Linked DNA regions of Mus musculus: all the other regions are linked to region 1. A link is a contact called in public Hi-C data. All regions are on one chromosome and are shown on one strand. The core of a region is the stretch at or near the end of the contact, and the rest is flanking DNA. Distances in the headings are between cores, read along the strand shown.

Region 1 (4,340 bases), core at 1,171-3,670:
CTCTCCTCTCCTCTCCTCTCCCCTCCCTCCCCTCCCTCTTTCTTTCTTTCTTTCTTTCTTTCTTTCTTTCTTTCTTTCTTTCTTTCTTTCTTTCTTTCTTCCTTCCTTCCTTCCTTTCTTCCTTCCTTCCTTCCTTTCTTTCTTCCTTTTAACTGTTAGATCCCAATCCCTGAAGTCCCTGTCCTGAGCTGTCACTCAGAAGTAACTATGGGGCCTTCAGTGAATTAGTGCTGGTGTCCTAAGGCTGTGAACAGGCCTGGGCAACACTCAGAAGGCCTGTTCCTGGAGGACTCATGGGGTGGGAGGTAGGGAGCCTATTTTGAGTGTGTTTTTTCTTCCTGTGGAGAAAAATACTAAGGCCGCCATCACTGTGCTGTTCAGTGTGGAATTACAGAGGCCAAGAACTCTGTAGTATTTGAAAACATTTCATTAAAGGAACTGACTGAATTCTGGTTTGTTTCCCTGAAAATGTAAGCTATGGAGCAGACATTGTAGTAAGAAAACTACACCCCTTGACACAGAAGCAAATATAGAAACAAGCTGTGACTCATTTTCACCATCCCTCCAGTCCCAAGACTTTAAAGCATGATCCACAGAATGAAGCCCCCCCCCCCCCCGTAAAGACCCACTACACATTTACTGTGGTTCCAAGGGCAAAGGAAACCAATTAATTGGAAAAGTGTGAAGATAAAGACCTTCCAGGGGGAGGGAAGGGAGGTGGAATAAAAGAAAGGACCGACAAGAGCAAAAATATCATAAATTAATCATTCAAAATGGGTGCAAAATACTAGAGTGGGGCAAAGCCAAGCTGTTGTTTAGTCCCTGCCCAGGGCTAATCTACACAGCACTCTAGAAGGCTCAAGAGCAGCTATTAGAGGAAACAATAAAGAAGCCCCTCCCCCTGGAAATTTGATCTCTGCTTTGGAATTTTTATGACATTTCTTTCTTAGGGAAGGAGAAGGTCTCACCACCCTCTTCCAGCTTCAAAGCCTGCAATTAATATCCTTGGCCTGCTTTATGTACGTTGTTTGAGGTATTCTCAAAAGTCATATTGCTGAATTTAATGAAAGTCCATTAGGCAACTGAATCAGCAGAACACTTGGGCCTTCATCTACAGAACTATCCTGTAGACGAGTCACCTTGGTCACATTCACGAGGCCCTTCAGTGTCACCAACGCTGTATGTGCAAAATTAGGATTTTATCAGGACTCTTAGCTGAAAACCAAAAAATGCTTTGGGTTCCCCAGTTGGGAAATGGTAGGTCGTGATGTAAGAATATGTACAAAGTGATTTTGGTTCTTGTACAAAGACACTTGGTTCTTGGTATTACGCAACAAGTGAGTTCCTGAAAAGTTGCGACTTACACAGTCTATTTTTTTTTTTTTTTAATTCTCATCGATGGAGTCACTTACAATCCACATCAGGAACTCACTACTCACTGTTTAATGAAATCTGATTGTGGTTTCAGCTGTGAGGAAAGAATGCTTTGTAATTAAAACGAAATCTTTCTGTTTGATCAATTTTCTACATTCAGACTTGTTTTTTTTTTTTTTAACTGAAGTCTCAAGGTGGGTACTGTCAGGGTGCTATCCTCAGTTGGTACACAATGTTTTGTTTTAATGGTGTTTCTTCTTTCTTAGAAAAAAAAAAAAAATCCAAAGATCCAGAGAAGTATTTCTGTAACCGGAGTTCATGCTCTCTACAACATGAAAGGACACAACTTGTACTGGTGCTTTATTTAGCTTACTGTGGCCTGCGGCCTGTGGCCTGCGAGGCATCCAGGGTAGCAGACCCCAGTACACTATTAGGTAAGAAAACAAGAACAAAAACTGGAAGCCATGTCTCACCCACCTACGGCAGCTCTGCCAGTCTAGCTACACAGCAGAATCAAGATGGCGCCATGCCAGCAAAACAAAAATCTGCCTTCTGTTGTTGTTTGGTTTGTTTGCTTGTTTTTGTGATCTTCAGCGTATCTGAGTTAGTGGGGACAGTGAGTGATCGTAGGGTAATGGCTTACTATGATCTTCAGGCTCAGTCTGCTGTCCCTCTGAGAAATATCTAATGAACTCAAGGGAAGGTCTTACCTTCAGACACCCATGACCCAAATGACATGCCAAGGCAAGAGTGCCAGCACCACTGTGTGCTCCCATCACAATCTGCCCTTCGAGGCAGCTGCTGGCAGGCAGTGTCTGCCCTCTACTACCAGAATGCAATGGGGCAGAAAAATTAAACTGCAAGTGGGCTGAGGGAATAAAGGGAGAAGGAAACTTAAAGGCAGTATCTTGGAAGCATATGTTTCAGACTCACTGCGGGCAGTTCCCTGTCAAGCAGAGATCAGCCAGGTTGGTTAGCCTAATCTCCCCAAGCCACAGATGGTCTAGGCCTCCTCATTCCTGTCCCTGGGACCACAGCCAGTGGTGTGGCCACCCTGCCACCTAGCGTTCAGTGTGAAAACAAGCAGCACGTCTTGACAATGCATGCTGGGTTTCAAGAAGAGCCAGAAAAGGGAGCCAAGAACTTTGCTAAATTCCCTATCCCTTGTTCCCTTGTTTGTTTTTGTTTTAAATGAAGGTTATTCAACGCTGGCAGCCTAGTGAGACACTGCCAATAACCCCAGCAGCCCCTCACATCTGAAGGGGAAGCAAAGAGTACTGGGTCTGAAGTGAAGGCGCGGAGGAGAAGGCCCATTCCCTCCACATATGGTAAATGGTGTGGCTACGGCAGCACTGTCTCGGGCAGGGCAGGAAAAGTGTAGCCGTTGCAGGAGAAGATGAGGAAAAGGGACTGCTTTTTAAAACATCATTTTAGCAACACGCATGGTGGGGCAATGAGATAAGCCGTGGGCTTGGCCTGCACGCCTGGGCGTGAGCCCCGCTCAGCAGCTTCCTAGCAGTGTGGTTGGGTCACACACAGCTTCCAGCTTCAGTTCTGTTTCTGGAAAACAGCTGTACTTAGATGTGTCTTTCCTACTTCCACAAAACTGCCTTGAGGGTCTGCTCGAACAAAATGTATGCGGGGGCACTTTGAGCAAAAATTCTGTGGGCTAGAATTAGAACATAGGTTAAAATTAGAGTGTTCCAAATACATTTCTTTAAAATTATGCTTCATCCAGGATAACGAGCCCACCTTGACAAGCCACTTCAATGTCTTACATATTCACAATATTTTTTTTTCAAGACAGGGTTTCTCTGTGTAGCTCTGGCTGTCCTAGAACTTTCTCTGTAGGCCAGGCTGGCCTCAAACTCACAGAAATCTGCCTGCCTCTGCCTTTAATCTGCTGGGATTAAAGGTGTACCACCACTGCCTGGCCCACAAAATTTCTTAAAGCAACAGGACTGAATTCCCTTCTTCTGGACAGAGCTCACATTGTGATGACAAGCCAGGCATGAGGAGGCAGGGCTTTTCTTTGCTGTTCCTGAACTAACTTTCTGTGTAACTTCAAGCAAAGCCACTTCGCTGTCCTCAGTTGCAGTTTGTAAATACACAGATAAGTCAGCTGTAGACTGAACAGCCACCTCCTGCCACTTCTAAGATAAAAAGATGGCTTGCTTCTGATACCCACTCTTCCCCTTACACGAAACAGTCTTGAGGATCCAGTAGGATTTCTTTGGAAACTTAAGCTCATCACAAACCAATACAATGCAATTTTTCCAGAAAAATCCTAAAAGCTGTATGCTAGAAAAGACAGTCTTGGGAAGAAAAAGGTGGCCACTGAAGTATGAATGTGTTCGTATCCATATCAGAACATCCCAGGCTGCTCACAAATGGCTGTGGCCTGAAACAGCTCACCAAGCTACCCACCTGAGCTTCCACACTGACCACGAACGTCATTGCTTCCACATAGCTCTGAAAATACTGTCTGTTCTTTTTTTAGTAATGCTTTTAAACAATGTCAAGAAAAGAATTTTCCTTATCCAGATTTCTTCTCTGCCTACAAATGTCAACAGGACTTAGGAAGACAGTAATGAGAGCCCACTGACGTGAACTGCAGACAAGAGTCACACTGAAGCGCCATCAAGCCTGGAACATGACCATGACTGCCAGGGCAGGACGCGACTCACAGCCACCTCAGGCTCGTGAGCTTTTCCTCTATGGAGGGTGACCTGCTTTGAACATCTCAGCTTGTCCATCCTTTGGGAGAATGCCAGGAGTTAGCTTTGCCTGGTATCCCTGGGTGTCGTGTTGTGTACACTACACAAGCACACTGGTCCCAGAGGATCTAGCCCTCTCCTTTCTCCCCTCTGCTAGACCATCCACTTTCTAAGACAAACAGATTTTTCTCTAGTCTTTTCTAGAGGCCACGAAGACAGGGCTAGCCAAGGTTTGTGTCAATCTTCCTC
Region 2 (4,340 bases), core at 849-3,348, 430 kb before region 1:
TCAGGGCCCAGTTGAAGGGAGTCACCAAACCCTGGAGTTTACATTCACCTGGAAGTGCCTCTCAACTGTCAAAAATTCCTTTGCCTGTGCCAAGGGCCTGAGTCAATATGCACTTCCCCCATGGGCCCTTCTTAAGGATTGCTACTCAAACAAGGCCTATTGTAGGTCTCTGAAAGCCCAAGTTCCTTCAGATATCAGACCAGAGATTATTGTCCCTATATCAAAGGACTAATAAAGGTCAACAGAGCTCAGAAAATGAATGCAGGGGTTGAATGTGGGTCAATCCTTTGGACCAGGGGGAACATGTCATCGATAAGGCTCACAGGAGGAAAATGTCCCTAATAGGGAATGTAGAACAAAATCCAAAAATCTATTTCATATACTGTTGAGTTTCAGCAGTGCTGAAGCAAAGAGCACTCCATGCTCTCGGCATAATTTGCATCATCCGGGGTCTTGCTTGTCTGCACTCCTCACTGCCCAAGAATCTGAGCTTTACTAGTGAAGAATGGCCCTTGTGTGACTGTATGTTTATGTATATTTGTGGGAAGAGCTTGTGGCAGAGACTTTGTGTGTATGTATGTGATGCAGGGTGGATGCTGGAGGAGGAAAAGGTGGGCTAGAAGAGCCAGGGCTGGAGGAGGTACAGGAGGGGGCATCGCAGCTCCAAGGACTCTCTTTGGAAAGTTGTAAGAACCTACTGCAACCTGTGTTCTTTCTCATCCAGCAGTTGCCACCCAGGGCCTCCCACTTCTTTTCTTTCCCTCCTTCTCCTCCTCCTTCTTTTGTTTGTTTTGTTTTTTGTTTTTCCAGACAGGGTTTCTCTGTAGTCTTGGCTGTCTTGGAGCTTGCTCTATAGCCTAGGCTGACCTTGAACTCAAAAAGATTTGCTTGTCTCTGCCTCTCAAGTGCTGGGATTGGAGGTGTGTGCTACCACTACCTAACCCCATTTCTTCCTCTCCAGCTGTCTCTTTTTCCCTTTTTCCCCCTCCTTTCCTTTTTCTCCCACTCCTCCTTTCCTCTCCTTAACACCCCCTCCCGTGATATGTGTCCCAGTGCTGTGTACATGGAAGTCAGAGATTGGTACTGGGTGTCTTCTGTCTCTCTCCACCTTACTTTTTTTTTTTTTTTTGACACAGGCTCTCTCATCGAAACTGTAGCTAACAGTTTTAGCTAGAGTGGCTCACCAGCAAGTTCTGGGGATCATCTCTTCCCCTGACCCAGTGCTGGGGCTGCGGGTGTGTGCTACAGTTCCTTTTTACATGAGTGTGGGGATCTGAACTCAGGTCCCCATGTTTATACAATGAACGTTATTCCCAGTGAGTTATTTCCCCAGCCAGCCCATAAGAGTTTGGTTTAATGTATTGTTCCAGAAGTTTTTTTTCTGGTGCTATCTTCCTGTTAGTTTGGCTAAGACATCTACAGGAGATGGCCAGCTTATCCATGGCCTTGGTGATCGTTTATAGGGGTTAACTTCAGTTTGCTCATTCACACAATATGAGTTTGATTTCATAGGGCTGTTGAGTTGAATAAATAAAATAAAGAGTATGTGGTACCCTTTTTACATGGTGAGAATTCAAAAATGTTAGTTTTTACTTAAATCTCAGCTAGGCAGTGTTTCACTCAGGAAGTCATTCAACAAATTTGTTGCCAATTAAGTGGTGGTAAAAGGTGCCCCCCCCTTTAGTTGAGCAACATTGTGGCCTAGATGTTCCCACCCTTATGAAATTACAGTCCAGTAGATAAGAAGCAAAGTGGAGTCAGGTGCTAGGGAAGGTTGTGACAGCATATTTTCTTAGCCTTGTTTTCTGATGTCGCCTCAATTGGCTGTGTAGCCAGATAGGAATATACGCTCAAGGGGAATTCTTTTAGCAAAACCTTGGGAACAGGACCATAGTGACTCACAGCAGGCTAAGCTCTAACAGCAGCAAATAAAGGGCTGGGAAATGGCTAAGAGACTCAAGCAGCTGTCACAACAGCCACCGTCATCTTCTGCTTATGTAGGACTCTTCTCTTGCAAGCTAAGTGCTTTGTAGATAGACATTACTCAGTGAATTCTCACAGCTTCCTTCTGGGGCAGGGAGGAGGCAGAGATTATTAGAAATGAGGAAACAGGCTTGGCAGGAGTATAACCGCCGTGTCTGAAGTCATACAGCTAGCACATGCTCTGGTCCCTGGATTGGCTTGCCCAACTTGTAGCGCATTGGCTTACTTGGTGTCCATAGGACAGTGAGGTTGGGGAGTTGTGTAACTGGGAAGCACATGTATAGGTGATGGATAGGAAAACCTCACAACTATGCTTCCCAAACACTATTTCTGGTTCTTCACTCTGTTTTGCATGGGTAGCCTTAAACATCATGTGTAGAGACACTACTGCTTGGTCCCTTCCTTATTCGTCCTTGGGATGTTCCAGTGATGGGAACTTGGAGGGAAAGTGGTGTTACGGTTTTTGTTTTTTTTTCTGTGACTTTGGTTATCTGGACTAGCCAATTGTGACCCACATACATTACATAGAAAAATTCCTGAAAGAGCAAGTTTAAGATTGTAGGCTGTAAGGAGTGGCATGGTGAAGAAATCTTGCTCCAAATGAAGCACACGATCCTCCCTCTGATATGTCTTCAGAGGGTCAGTTGTAGCCTAATGCTACGTCACCACGTGGACATCAACTCAGTCCATTATCTCCCATCATTACCAGAAGCACTAGAACACTGTAGCAAGACAGTTGAGGGAAAAAAAAGATCATCTCCACATATCTTTTATTATAGCATCTTGTTATAATGGCTCTGTTTTATTATTTGTTATTGCTGTCAATCTCTTGCTACATCTAAGTCACGCATTAAACCCTATCATAGGTATGTATGTAAGAGGAGCCTAGGTAGAATTCAGTGCTACCTATGATGTCAGGAGTTCACCGAGGGCCTTGAAAAGTCCCTCCTGCACAACTGGCGGTTATCATGTAGAAGAATGCGAATTGATCCATTCCTATCTCCTTGTACTAAGGTCAAATCTAAGTGGATTAAGGAACTCCACATAAAACTAAGACACTGAAACTTATAGAGGAGAAAGTAGGGAAAAACCTAGAAGATATGGGTACAGGAGAAAAATTCCTGAATAGAACAGCAATGGCTTGTGCTGTAAGATCGAGAATCGACAAATGGGACCTCATAAAATTGCAAAGCTTCTGCAAGGCAAAAGACACTGTCAATAAGACAAAAAGGCCACCAACAGATTGGGAAAGGATCTTTACCTATCCTAAATCAGATAGGGGACTAATATCCAATATATATAAAGAACTCAAGAAGGTGGACTCCAGAAAATCAAATAACCCCATTAAAAATGGGGCTCAGAGCTAAACAAAGAATTCTCACCTGAGGAATACCGAATGGCTGAGAAGCACCTGAAAAAATGTTCAACATCCTTAATCATTGGGGATCAAAACAACCCTGAGATTCCACCTCACTCCAGTCAGAATGGCTAAGATCAAAAATTCAGGTGACAGCAGTTGCTGGCGAGGATGTGGAGAAAGAGGAACACTCCTCCATTGTTGGTGGGATTGCAAGCTTGTACAACCACTCTGGAAATCAGTCTGGCGGTTCCTCAGAAAATTGGACATAGTACTACCGGAGGATCCAGCAATACCTCTCCTGGGCATATATCCAGAAGATGTTCCAACCGGTAAGAAGGACACATGCTCCACTATGTTCATAGCAGCCTTATTTATAATAGCCAGAAGCTGGAAAGAACCCAGATGCCCCTCAACAGAGGAACAGAAAATATGGTACATTTACACAATGGAGTACTACTCAGCTATTAAAAAGAATGAATTTATGAAATTCCTAGGCAAATGGATGGACCTGGAGGGCATCATCCTGAGTGAGGTAACTCAATCACAAAAGAACTCACACAATATGTACTCACTGATAAGTGGATATTAGCCCAGAAACTTAGAATACCCAAGATATAAGATACAATTTGCTAAACACATGAAACTCAAGAAGAACGAAGACCAAAAAGTGTGGACACTTTGCCCCCTCTTAGAATTGGGAACAAAACACCCATGGAAGGAATTACAGAGACACAGTTTGGAGCTGAGATGAAAGAATGGACCATCTAGAGACTGCCATATCCTGGGATCCATCCCATGATCAGCCTCCAAACGCTGACACCATTGCATACACTAGCAAGATTTTGCTGAAAGGACCCAGATATAGCTGTCTCTTGTGAGACTATGCTGGGGCCTAGCAAACACAGAAGTGGATGCTCACAGTCAGCTATTGGATGGCTCACAGGGCCCCCAATGGAGGAGCTAGAGAAAGTAACCAAGGAGCTAAAGGGATCTGCAA
Region 3 (4,340 bases), core at 929-3,428, 290 kb after region 1:
CTCATCTTAAATTCCTATTAAGTATCTCTTCAAAAGATTCTTTAAATTTTTCTATTCTACTTGACCAGGAACAATTCAAATATATCATTTTAAGTAGCTATTAAAAACATAAAGATAACAGTTCTCAAGATAAACTCTGTAATATCTGATTTTAATCCAAACTATAAATTTTAGAGTCATGAAAATATGTAGAATGTGTGTGTGTGAACTTTCTCCGACTTCTCGCTTGGCTTTACAAATGAAAGGCTACATGGTGACTCACATAATTTGTATATATTCTTTATGATACAAAGACACGAGATCTTAATTTCTCCAAAACAAATAAGAACCATAAAGTCTCAAGCAAATTTTATGTCAGGTTAAGGAATTTCCTTGTCTGGGTGGGAACATGGCTAAGACTAAAAAGCCTGGAAGAGTGTGGTAACCCATACCTGTAACCCTAGCACTAAGGCAAAAAGCAAGAGGGTCTGGGGGGAGGACGGTCGGGCTGGACAGCAGGATGCTGTCTGGAAGAAATCAAAGCAAGCATAGTAATACCCAATGCTCCTGAGGCTGCAGAACAAGTTCAGCCTCCCACATGTAGCAGAGTGGGGTGTAACTTAATATACATCTCTGTGTTGTCTGCTGTGCATCTCCAACCCTAATAATCACCCCTCAGACTTCCTGATCACAATGCCCACCACAGAAAACCATTCCAAGAGCTCCTTTAAGGTATTCTCTGTGCCATTTCCATTCATGGTTGACCTCTGCCCATTGGAAACAAACCAAAACAGCGCTGAACAGGGTAACCCATGAACAGAGCCTAAAAGATCTAAGTTACAAAACCCACAGGATACACCGTCGCTGCAAAGAAAGTTCGCAGAAACAGACCCAGGCCGCTCTTCGAGTCGTCCCACGTAACAGTAATCTCAGCATGACAGACGTGACACAGAACTCACAGAATGAGTAACCCGTGAGAAGGAATGAAGGAAGGGACGGTGGGAACCGCCAGAAACACTTAAGTCTGTCCCGGGTCATGTTATAAAAGGGGACATAACCAGCAGAGAGGGTGGCTTACGAAAGCAGTTACTTGCCATAGCAATCCAACTTTAGAAGTCAGATGTTTAGTCTTCCCTAAGTATATCATCTGATACTGTAAGGTCATGACCTTAAGAGAAAAGAAGGAAAAGGGACACTTACTGGGATTGAAAACTCCCCTGCCAGGTACTTCAGTAAGGACGCTCCTTTGCCCAAGAACTTGTTCCTTTCTTTGATGTTGCCTTGAAGCTTCGGGTCAAACTCCTTTCTGACCACAGAAGCAATGGAGTCAACAATCACAAGCTTAACTCCTTTCGAAATGATCTCTTCCTCCAAAGACTCAAGCCTGTGAAAGTAGAATTTGTAAAATAACAAACAAGTGTAAGACACGAACTCTTTTTTATTTTTCTTTTCAGAAGGAAAATAGAAGAACACTGTATTAGGGTTTGAGAGAAAAGCCAAAACACAAGTTGGGCAAGCTGTAAATCCTGGCAGCTGCTGGGAGGAGGGAGCCAGTGAAGACTTAGAGTGCAATGGAGGTCTGCAAACATCTGTGAGGGGAAGAGGGCGTTAGAGCAAACAGCCTGGAGGTTGAGAGCAAACACGCTTAGGACTCTGGTTGTTCTCCAGGTCAGAGACAGAGGTGGGGAAAGGACAGCCATGCTTTTGGAGTTAGAACTCAGGAAAGCAGGCAGGCCTAACCCTGAAGATCTGTAAGTCACTTCAAAGACATGACTTTAAAAAGTGAAGGGGCTGGAGAGACAGATGGCTCAACAGTTAGGAACACTTGCTTCTCTTGAAAAGGACCAGGGTTTGGTTTCCAGCATGTACGTGAGGGTTCACGCCCATTGGTAACTCTAGTTCCAGGGGACCCCACCCACTCTTCCAACCTCCAAGGGCACCAGACATATAAGTGGTATACACACAAACATGCAGGCAAATACTCATACTCATAAAATACAAAATAAATAAACCTAAAACAACAACACCACCATGCTGAAAGGGTTAATCAGCTTTAAAATAACAACGAGCCAGCTCTGGTAACAGAGATCTGTAGCCCTCATTAATCAGGAAATTAAAGAAAGAAGTTTGCAAGGTCAAGGCTAAACTGGGCTACAGTGGGAGTTGTTCAAAACCATACTGGATAACATAGTCTGTATGTTATCAAAATAAAAACTTAAAAAAGTGCTGAGAGGAGCTGGAGAGATGGCTCAGTGGATAAGAGCGCTGACTGCTCTTCCAAAGGTCATGAGTTCAATTCCCAGCAACCACAGGGTGGCTCACAACCATCTGTAAAAGGATCTGATGTCCTCTTCTGGGGTGTCTGGAAACAGCTACAGTGTACTCAAATAAATAAAATAAATCTTTTTAAAAAAAAAAAGTGCTGAGATGCAGCTCAGCCCTTGCCTGACACACGAGGCCCTAGGTTCAAGCCCAGTAACACACATGCACTTGCTCATGCACTCATGTGTGTGCACACACACACACATACCACACACACACACACACACACACACACACACACACACAGCGATGGCTGTAAAATTCAGCACACATAACTTAGTTCACCACTCCTATCACATTGCATTCTTCTGGAAATATCAACAGTGTTTTCATGTTGCCCTACAATACTACAAAAGCTGTAATTTTACAGGAAAGCTACTTGTGTAGCCAGTCTAAAACGGCCTCTAAAACAGCCTCCTCTTATTCCCCTATCCTGGTGTGTCCTATCTTTTTATGAATTTCTACATAAATGCCTTCCCATACTACACAAGAGTTGGTCTATGTGACAAGTGCTCATGACAAAATGGTGATGCTCTTATTCCAGACAGTGGGGGTGAAAGACTACACTTTCCTTGTGTAAAGAAAGGACGCCTTCCAATGGTGCACGAGTGAGCTTGGGTACAGGCATACCAGCCCACTGGTCAACAAAACAACAGCTATCCTGGACAACAAGCAAAGCAGGAGAGCCAGCTGAGCCACTTCCAGAAGCTCACTCGCCAGAAAATAAGTATTTGCTGTTCTAAGCTGCCACATTTACAGGTAGTTCACTAACAAAACAACTTATAATTAATAAGCTACTTAGATTCTAAAATATTCACTGATTTTTTTTCCATTTTAAAGAAACATTTCAAAAAAACTACAATGAATGAAGAAGGCACAAATTATTATTTTTTTTAAAGATGTATTTACTTTATGTATATGAATACACTGTAGCTGTCTTCAGACACATCAGAAGAGGACTTCGGATCCCATTACTGATGGTTGTGAGTCACTATGTGGTTGCTGGGAATTGAACTCAGGACCTCTGGAAGAGCAGTCAGTGCTCTAAACCATTGAGCCATCTCTCCAGCCCAAATTATTATTTCTTTAACTCCATTATATAAGAATTATTTTACTAAGAAGCTGAAAACGGGGAGGAGAAAACTTTCAAAGCATTACTAAAATATAAGATGTTTTAGTAATGTGAAACCGCCTACCTTTGTAGAAGCCCCTCACAGGTGAGCTCTCGGCAAAGATGAACTCTACTGCTGGTCAGAAGCAATTTTTCCTCAGTGTTAAAATATTGTGGAAAACGAGATTCCGCAATCTCAACCAGTCTATGAGAGAAGGGAATAGCATACAAGAGAGAATAGTGAATACTAAAAGAGAGAGACACTGCTGAGTCCCCAACACACTCCACATGGGAAAGTACTAAGACGTATCCGTATGTCAGGCGTAAGCAAAAGGCTCAAAACACCAGTTTGGAATACACGTGGCCTCTGTGAGAATTATCAGAGGTTGGCTATCAAGGGTTCTAAGTCTCATCAAATTTCCAACAAGCAACAATATTCCCAAGATTTTATTTCTGGAAATAATGTTTACAGATAACATTTTCATAGCAGCTACTTTTACATATTAGAAATGTTAGAAAAAGCTTTCAGTTGCTTGAATGAACAAAGTCTGTTTCAATAAGTATGGTACTGTTTCCTAATAATAACATATCTCAGTTGCCTTGTCTCTTCCTAGAAAATATGCTTTCTCAATTAAAATTTAAAGCTATTTAGTAGTTCCTTGGTAAATAGGAAATTATTGTTTAACCAAATTAATGCTATCCAGTTACTTCTTGTTAACAAAAAGCTATTTTCTGAATACTGAATTCAGACCCCGAGGCTAAACCTCATCATGTGGGGCAGGTCAAGTGAAGAAGATAACTCAAAGCATAAAGGACAGCGTCGTTCAGCAGAAAGAGGCACGAAGGGCATCGCTAGAAATTACAAAAGGGTAAGATATAAAACTGAAAAACAAAACTCTTGGAGTATAACTGTCTCCCAATTGCAATG

Evidence for each region. A called contact is a pair of places that touch in the nucleus more often than the background predicts.
Region 2: a Hi-C map of bone marrow-derived macrophages shows a contact between it and region 1, with 17 read pairs. The contact joins two enhancer-like sites. A contact is called at or near these places in 1 of 15 datasets of contacts at CTCF or cohesin (large pre-B cells), 3 of 484 Hi-C or Micro-C datasets (the HPC-7 cell line, bone marrow-derived macrophages and nephron progenitors), 6 of 115 datasets of contacts at active chromatin or transcription factors (the NIH/3T3 cell line, Th17 cells, embryonic stem cells and 2 more) and 1 of 9 other capture datasets (embryonic stem cells).
Region 3: a contact with region 1 is called in a Hi-C map of uterus, with 4 times the contacts expected there. The contact joins two enhancer-like sites. A contact is called at or near these places in 3 of 484 Hi-C or Micro-C datasets (bone marrow-derived macrophages, embryonic fibroblasts and uterus), 1 of 115 datasets of contacts at active chromatin or transcription factors (embryonic stem cells) and 2 of 9 other capture datasets (bone marrow-derived macrophages and embryonic stem cells).

Annotation. Positions count from the first base shown.
Region 1 is chr12:79,610,966-79,615,305 of GRCm38.p6, reverse strand. All of the region lies in intron 7 of Rad51b (RAD51 paralog B), which reads right to left. Among named protein-coding and RNA genes, the nearest start is that of Gm36048, 190 kb to the left of the region's middle. Within about 2 kb of position 2,420, at least 163 of the 459 cell types and tissues checked have an H3K27ac peak or open chromatin away from gene starts, as enhancers often do. A contact at or near this core is called in bone marrow-derived macrophages and uterus, where this site is marked.
Region 2 is chr12:80,044,524-80,048,863 of GRCm38.p6, reverse strand. The region is part of intron 3 of Gm36660 (a long non-coding RNA gene); the gene reads left to right. Among named protein-coding and RNA genes, the nearest start is that of Gm36834, 27 kb to the right of the region's middle. Within about 2 kb of position 2,098, at least 54 of the 459 cell types and tissues checked have an H3K27ac peak or open chromatin away from gene starts, as enhancers often do. A contact at or near this core is called in bone marrow-derived macrophages, where this site is marked.
Region 3 is chr12:79,324,244-79,328,583 of GRCm38.p6, reverse strand. Rad51b (RAD51 paralog B) reads right to left here. Exons shown (of 11, transcript NM_009014.3): 6 at 3,498-3,617; 7 at 1,180-1,363. Among named protein-coding and RNA genes, the nearest start is that of Rad51b, 29 kb to the right of the region's middle. Within about 2 kb of position 2,178, at least 10 of the 459 cell types and tissues checked have an H3K27ac peak or open chromatin away from gene starts, as enhancers often do. A contact at or near this core is called in uterus, where this site is marked.